Linked DNA regions of Mus musculus: region 2 is linked to region 1. The links are chromatin contacts, called in public HiChIP or PLAC-seq maps. All regions are on one chromosome and are shown on one strand. Each heading gives the region's core, a stretch centred on a gene start, on an enhancer-like site or on the middle of the called end of the contact. The rest is flanking DNA. Distances are from core to core; before and after follow the strand shown. Region 1 overlaps Aven (apoptosis, caspase activation inhibitor). Region 2 overlaps Ryr3 (ryanodine receptor 3).

Region 1 (2,700 bases), core at 162-2,661:
TCTTAATAAGAACAGATACACCGAGACACTTAACATCCACACAATGGCTCACAGCAATGAGAAATAATGTCAAAAGCCTTTTCCTCGCAATATAGCCCAGACTGGCCTGAAACTCACTATGTAGCCTGGCTCCAAAATGTAATCCTAAAGCAATTTGCTGTTGGGACACTTAAGCACGTTCAGCCACCAGCCAAGCCAGCTTCAGTCTTTCTGAAAGGCGGAAACAGTCTTGGAGGCTGTTGAGTCTGAGTTTAATAAGCTTACAGTCTCTACTGGCTCATGATGCCAGTGACCCACTCCAGCCTCAGGGATGCAACAAGCCTTAGACACGCGTCAAGACCTGAAATGACACCAAATCACCTCTCTCTGTCTGAGCATCAGAGTCAGACACTTCCTTTGTTAGAGTATAAGACTCTCTGCAATAGCTAGTATTGTTTACTACTCAAGACAGGGTTTAGTTACAAAGCAAAAAAAAAAAAGGTTAAAAATAATTATTTTTTTAAAAAATATATGCCTTCAAAGTTCTAGTGTGGTTATTAACAGCCCTCTCACTTTTTATTGACCAGACTAGGGATGGTAGCACAGGCCTATAGTCCCAAGTACTGGAAAAGCTGAGCAAGAGAACACTTGTGCCAGCTGGGCCACAAAGAGAGACTCTGTCTCACTTTTTTTAAGTGAATATAGACATAGACATCTGCCACATAAATATAGATAAGGAACACTTAAGGTCAGCTAACATTCAAAGAGATAAATATGCTACCAGTTTCATACTCAGCCTTGTAATCATATATAAACATGAGGGGAAAGGTATGTAAAAACATTACTCAACAGCACGCCCTCCTCTCTCCCTCTCCCCCTCCCTCCCTCCCTTCCCCCTCTGTATGTGTGTGTGTGTGTGTGTGTGTGTGTGTGTGTGAATGTGTGTGTGTCTATGTGTGTATGCATGTATAGTATGTATCTGTGTACACAAGTGTCTTTGCCTGTGTGTATGTCTGCAGAAGACATTGGGAATCTTTCTCCATTGCTTTCTGCCTTACTGACTTCAGACACTGTCTCAGTGAACCTGGAGCTCTGCTAGGCTGGCAGCCAACAAGCTCTAGCATTCCTCCTGTCTATGCCCCATCTACACAGGGCTGGGATTACAGCTGCAAGCTGCAGTGCCCAGTGTTGGGAATCTGAATGCAGGTCCTCATGCTTGTGCAGCAAGAGATCCTACTGAAGAGGTCAGCTCAGGGCACTTGGAAAATTCCACCTGACTCCTCCCCTCCGGGAAGAGAAAGGCCATGAAGCAGTTAGATACCCCTCCCACCCGCCCGGAAGGAGAGACTTAATTACATTCCTCAGACCACTGTGGGTTGGACCCACCAGCGAGTGGGGAGGCCCAGAGCTTGTAGACACATTCTGCAACCTTGACCTTGGCCACCTAGAGACAAGGGAAGTCCTTGCCACCTCATTCCCTAAAGACCAGTCAGTTTAAAAGTCACACTGAGCGGGGCGTGGTGGCGCATGCCTTTGATACAGGCACTTGGGAGGCAGAGGCAGGCGGATTTCTGAGTTCAAGGTCAGCCTGGTCTACAGAGTTCCAGGACAGCCAGGGCTACACAGAGAAACCCTGTCTCGATAAACAAAACAAAACAAAACAAAATAAAAACAAAACAAAAAAAAGTCACGCTGTTCTGCCAATCACATTGTGCCTAATGGCTGCTGCTCTGAAAACTGTAAAATACTCAACAAACAAGCCACTTCTCCTCCGGGTGTAGGATGACTCCAACAAATTGGAACAATAAATTCCTCTTGCTTTTTGCATTGATTCCCAGTTCAGCATGCTTCCTTCAGGGAGTCCCTGGCAAACTAAGACTTGCCAGAGTCCTACACTACCACTGAGACACCTCTTTTCAAATCATACCAGAAGCTCAGAGCAGTAGTCAAAAGAGTGGGCTCCAGTGTCAACAGACCCATGTGGAATCCAGGCTCACTGAACTGGAGATTAACTGTGAATAAGTAATTTAACCATAACCGTGAGTGACTTAGCTGTGCCTTGCTGTGCAAATCTCATAACTAAGTGTTCAATAAATGTTACTTACTATTATCTGATAGAAAAAGAAAAAAAAATTCAAAGACTACTAACAGGCCTCCTGTTAACCACTCGTCAAAATAAATGTTACAAAAAAGACCAAGTTTGCCTTTCACATCTTCATTCAGTACAAGATTAAAGTCTGTGCCCAGGTGTGGTGGCGGCAGCAGCACTCTCCTTGAATTTCAGCACTTGGGAAGTAGAGACAGGAGATCTCTCTGAGTTGAAGCGGCTTGCTTGACATAGTGAGTTTCAGGACAGCCAGGGCTACATAGTAAGATCCTGTCTCCAAAAGTCTCAGTGAGAGGAAACACAAAAGAAAGGCATGCAAACAGAAAATGAGGGGTTAAGTTACCCCTGCTGGAAAGTGACATTAGTTATGTATATTTTGTATATTATATAATTACTCATATAATTATACATATATGATGCATAATATATATATAAAACAATGCCACCAAAAAGCTTTAAAACTGATAAATTAAGAAAAGTTACAGAATACAAAATTAACTTGGTGAAAGTGAAGAATAAATCAAAAAACAATAGCAACAAAAAATTTAGATGAAATATATACAAATAAATTTAACCAAAGAAGTGATTCATATCGACAATGATAATTACAAAAC
Region 2 (2,700 bases), core at 51-2,550, 180 kb before region 1:
ATACTTCCCTGTACCCTATGCTGCATTTTAAAGGTGATCCACAGGAATAAAATTTCCCATCTTTCCACAGAGGGACACTGATGAAGAAGTCAAGGAACATCTTCGGAATAACCTGCACCTGCAGGAGAAGGTGATGCTTCATCTCTCACAGGCTGTCCTGCTAGCTGGAGGACCTGTCCTCCCGCTTAGTTTACTTTGTATATCTGACTGTTAAGATACAGTCTTACTATGGAGCCTAGGCTAGCCTCAATATTGAGACCCTCTTACCTCAGCCTCCCAAGTGCTAAGATTATAGATGTATGCCACATCACATGTCACTCAAGTTTTAAAGTTCTGTATTCTTAAAGCTGTTTCATTGCTACAAATGGGAGGCAAGGGTATGAGGAGCAGGAGTTTAAGGCCAGGGTTGGTTATCATAGCAAGTGTGAGCACAGCCTGGGCTACAGAAAGCCCTGTCTCAAAACACACACACACACACACACACACACACACACACACACACACACACACACACACAGAGAGAGAGAGAGAGAGAGAGAAACAGAGAGAGAAACAGAGAGAGAAACAGAGAAAGGCTAAGCTTTACAGCCATGTCTTTAATTTTAGTTTTTTCCTTTACTATTGCAAAGAGGCCAAGGATAAGTATGTGTTACACTTTCTAATGAACAGCAGGCCATCTCAGGGGGTGTTCGGATTAAGTCTCTGAATCTATTGACTGCAATGTTTGTGGAACAGAGAAAGAGGCTCCTGGGTGGACATTTTAGCACCTGCTACTCTGGAAAGCTTTTGAAAGAAAATAAGTTTGTGTCTTGGGAGAAAAAAAAAAGTAAATAAATAAATAAATTTAAAAGATAGAGGGAATTTAAAGGCAACTTGAGATTTCTCCAGTTCTGCAATTCTGAACAGCTCTGTTTGGGGACATTATACCCTAAGAGAATGAGGAAAAACAAAAATACTGATTCTTTCTTCTAAAAATGTGTAACAATGGAAGATAAAATACTCTAGGAAAAACAAATGACAAAAAAAAATCATAACTGCCAAAAATTAAGAAGTTCTAAATCTTGACAGTGGGGATCTAACAGGGAGCTCACCAGAGACCACTCAGACACAGTGTATTGTCAATTGAAAGTCTTTATTTCAGCCAGCTGGGACCACACCCAAGTGTTCGAAGACCTTGGGGTAGCTCCAAGAGCTCAGAACACAGGGTTCTGAAAAGCAAAAGCCCTGTCCTGACATCTGTCTCAGCAGCTGCAGGGAGCTTTGCAAAAGCAGGCAGTTTGAAGCAAGGAGTGAAGCTAAGATAAGTGGTTAGCTGCAGGGGGTTCCTCACAAACAGGAAGTTCAACAGAAGCTAAGAAGTTAGCTAGGACATCTTGACCTTTGTTGGAAAATACCAAAAATACCAGTTAAGAGTCACAAGGAAGTGCAAAGTCACAAGTGTCAGGTTATCTCTCAAGACAGTTTCTAAGAGCCCCTAACAATCTAAGAGCCCCTAGCAATAGCACCTTTGCATAGTGGGTTCCAGCAATGGTCAGGGTGGGTCAGGGTGACTTTCTTTGAATGAACACTCTTTGAACCCAGGAAGCGGGTGGGTGGAGGAAGGAATGTTGCTATCTGTTTTATGATTAGCATACCTTGGAGCATTGAGTTTACTACTCTTTCAATAGCATAGGATTGTACAAATACATACTCTCGAAATTTAAACCTTAATATGTAGGCATAAGATACAAGGTAGGCATACCTGAACACAGAATCGAGAAACTGGAAGATTGTTTTACAGAAATCATCCAAAATGTAGCACAAAGTGGTAAAGGCATGGGGAACATGAAGCTCATGTCTTGCATCTATATGTTGTAGGCTTAAGAAAGAAGGAGAGGGACAGAAGAGATGGCTCAGCAGTTAAGAGCACCTGATGCTCTTCCAGAGGACACAAGTTCAATTCCCAGCACCCACATTACACAGTTCCAACTCCAAGGAATCTGGCCCCCTCTGGCATCCACAAGCACCGAAAGCTCCAGAGTTAGGCACACATATACATAAATAATAGCATATATATATATTTGAAAGAAAGGAGAGGAAGGGAGAAAGGAAAGTATAATAAAAACGAGTCTTAACATATGGAACCCTGGTAGAACTAAAAGTATTTCTTAGCACAAGAGGCACAGAAATTGCTCATCTCATGGATGTGCTTCAACTTTTAGTCTGATGACCCAGCTGTGAAATGGCAACTGAACCTCTACAAGGACGTTCTGAGGAATGACGAGCCTTCTAATCCAGAAAAGACGGTGGAGCGGGTGCAGAGCATTTCGGCAGCTCTCTTCCACCTTGAGCAGGTATGCTCTGCTCTGAGTGTTTGCTCTGAGGAGTGTGTAAGCAAGACTGCTCTGGAGGATAGAACCTTCTTCCCTGTCCTCCGCTCTCAGTTACAGGAGACCCCTTCAGGCAAAAGACAGCCATTGGAAGTTATCCCACACCCCCAAATGTTGCCTGGTGCCTAATACATCAGTCCCTTCAGCTTTCCCTTGTGTTTTTTATGACTTCTTAGTATGACTTCAAAAGACTTATTACAGCTCTTTGCCATTTGTAAAACTGCAATCCATGTCTAGTAGAATCTGAGAAAATAGAGAAAACCTAGGACTGCCTGCCACACAAGAATGACTGCTGGGAACATTTTTGCTAACTTCAGTTGTAAAACCAATA

The links. HiChIP or PLAC-seq counts read pairs in DNA pulled down with a chosen protein or histone mark.
Region 2: an H3K27ac HiChIP or PLAC-seq map of embryonic stem cells shows a contact between it and region 1, with 18 read pairs. The contact joins two enhancer-like sites. A contact is called at or near these places in 3 of 39 promoter capture datasets (embryonic stem cells, hippocampal neurons and liver), 2 of 484 Hi-C or Micro-C datasets (embryonic stem cells and uterus), 4 of 115 datasets of contacts at active chromatin or transcription factors (all in embryonic stem cells) and 1 of 9 other capture datasets (pancreatic islet).

What each region holds. Positions count from the first base shown.
Region 1 is chr2:112,496,687-112,499,386 of GRCm38.p6, reverse strand. All of the region lies in intron 1 of Aven (apoptosis, caspase activation inhibitor), which reads right to left. It also overlaps a transcript of Chrm5 not described here. Among named protein-coding and RNA genes, the nearest start is that of Gm22676, 2.8 kb to the left of the region's middle. Within about 2 kb of position 1,411, at least 12 of the 459 cell types and tissues checked have an H3K27ac peak or open chromatin away from gene starts, as enhancers often do. A contact at or near this core is called in embryonic stem cells, where this site is marked.
Region 2 is chr2:112,675,466-112,678,165 of GRCm38.p6, reverse strand. It overlaps Ryr3 (ryanodine receptor 3), which reads left to right. Exons shown (of 104, transcript NM_001319156.1): 72 at 71-130; 73 at 2,202-2,333. Among named protein-coding and RNA genes, the nearest start is that of Gm22676, 180 kb to the right of the region's middle. Within about 2 kb of position 1,300, at least 43 of the 459 cell types and tissues checked have an H3K27ac peak or open chromatin away from gene starts, as enhancers often do. A contact at or near this core is called in embryonic stem cells, where this site is marked.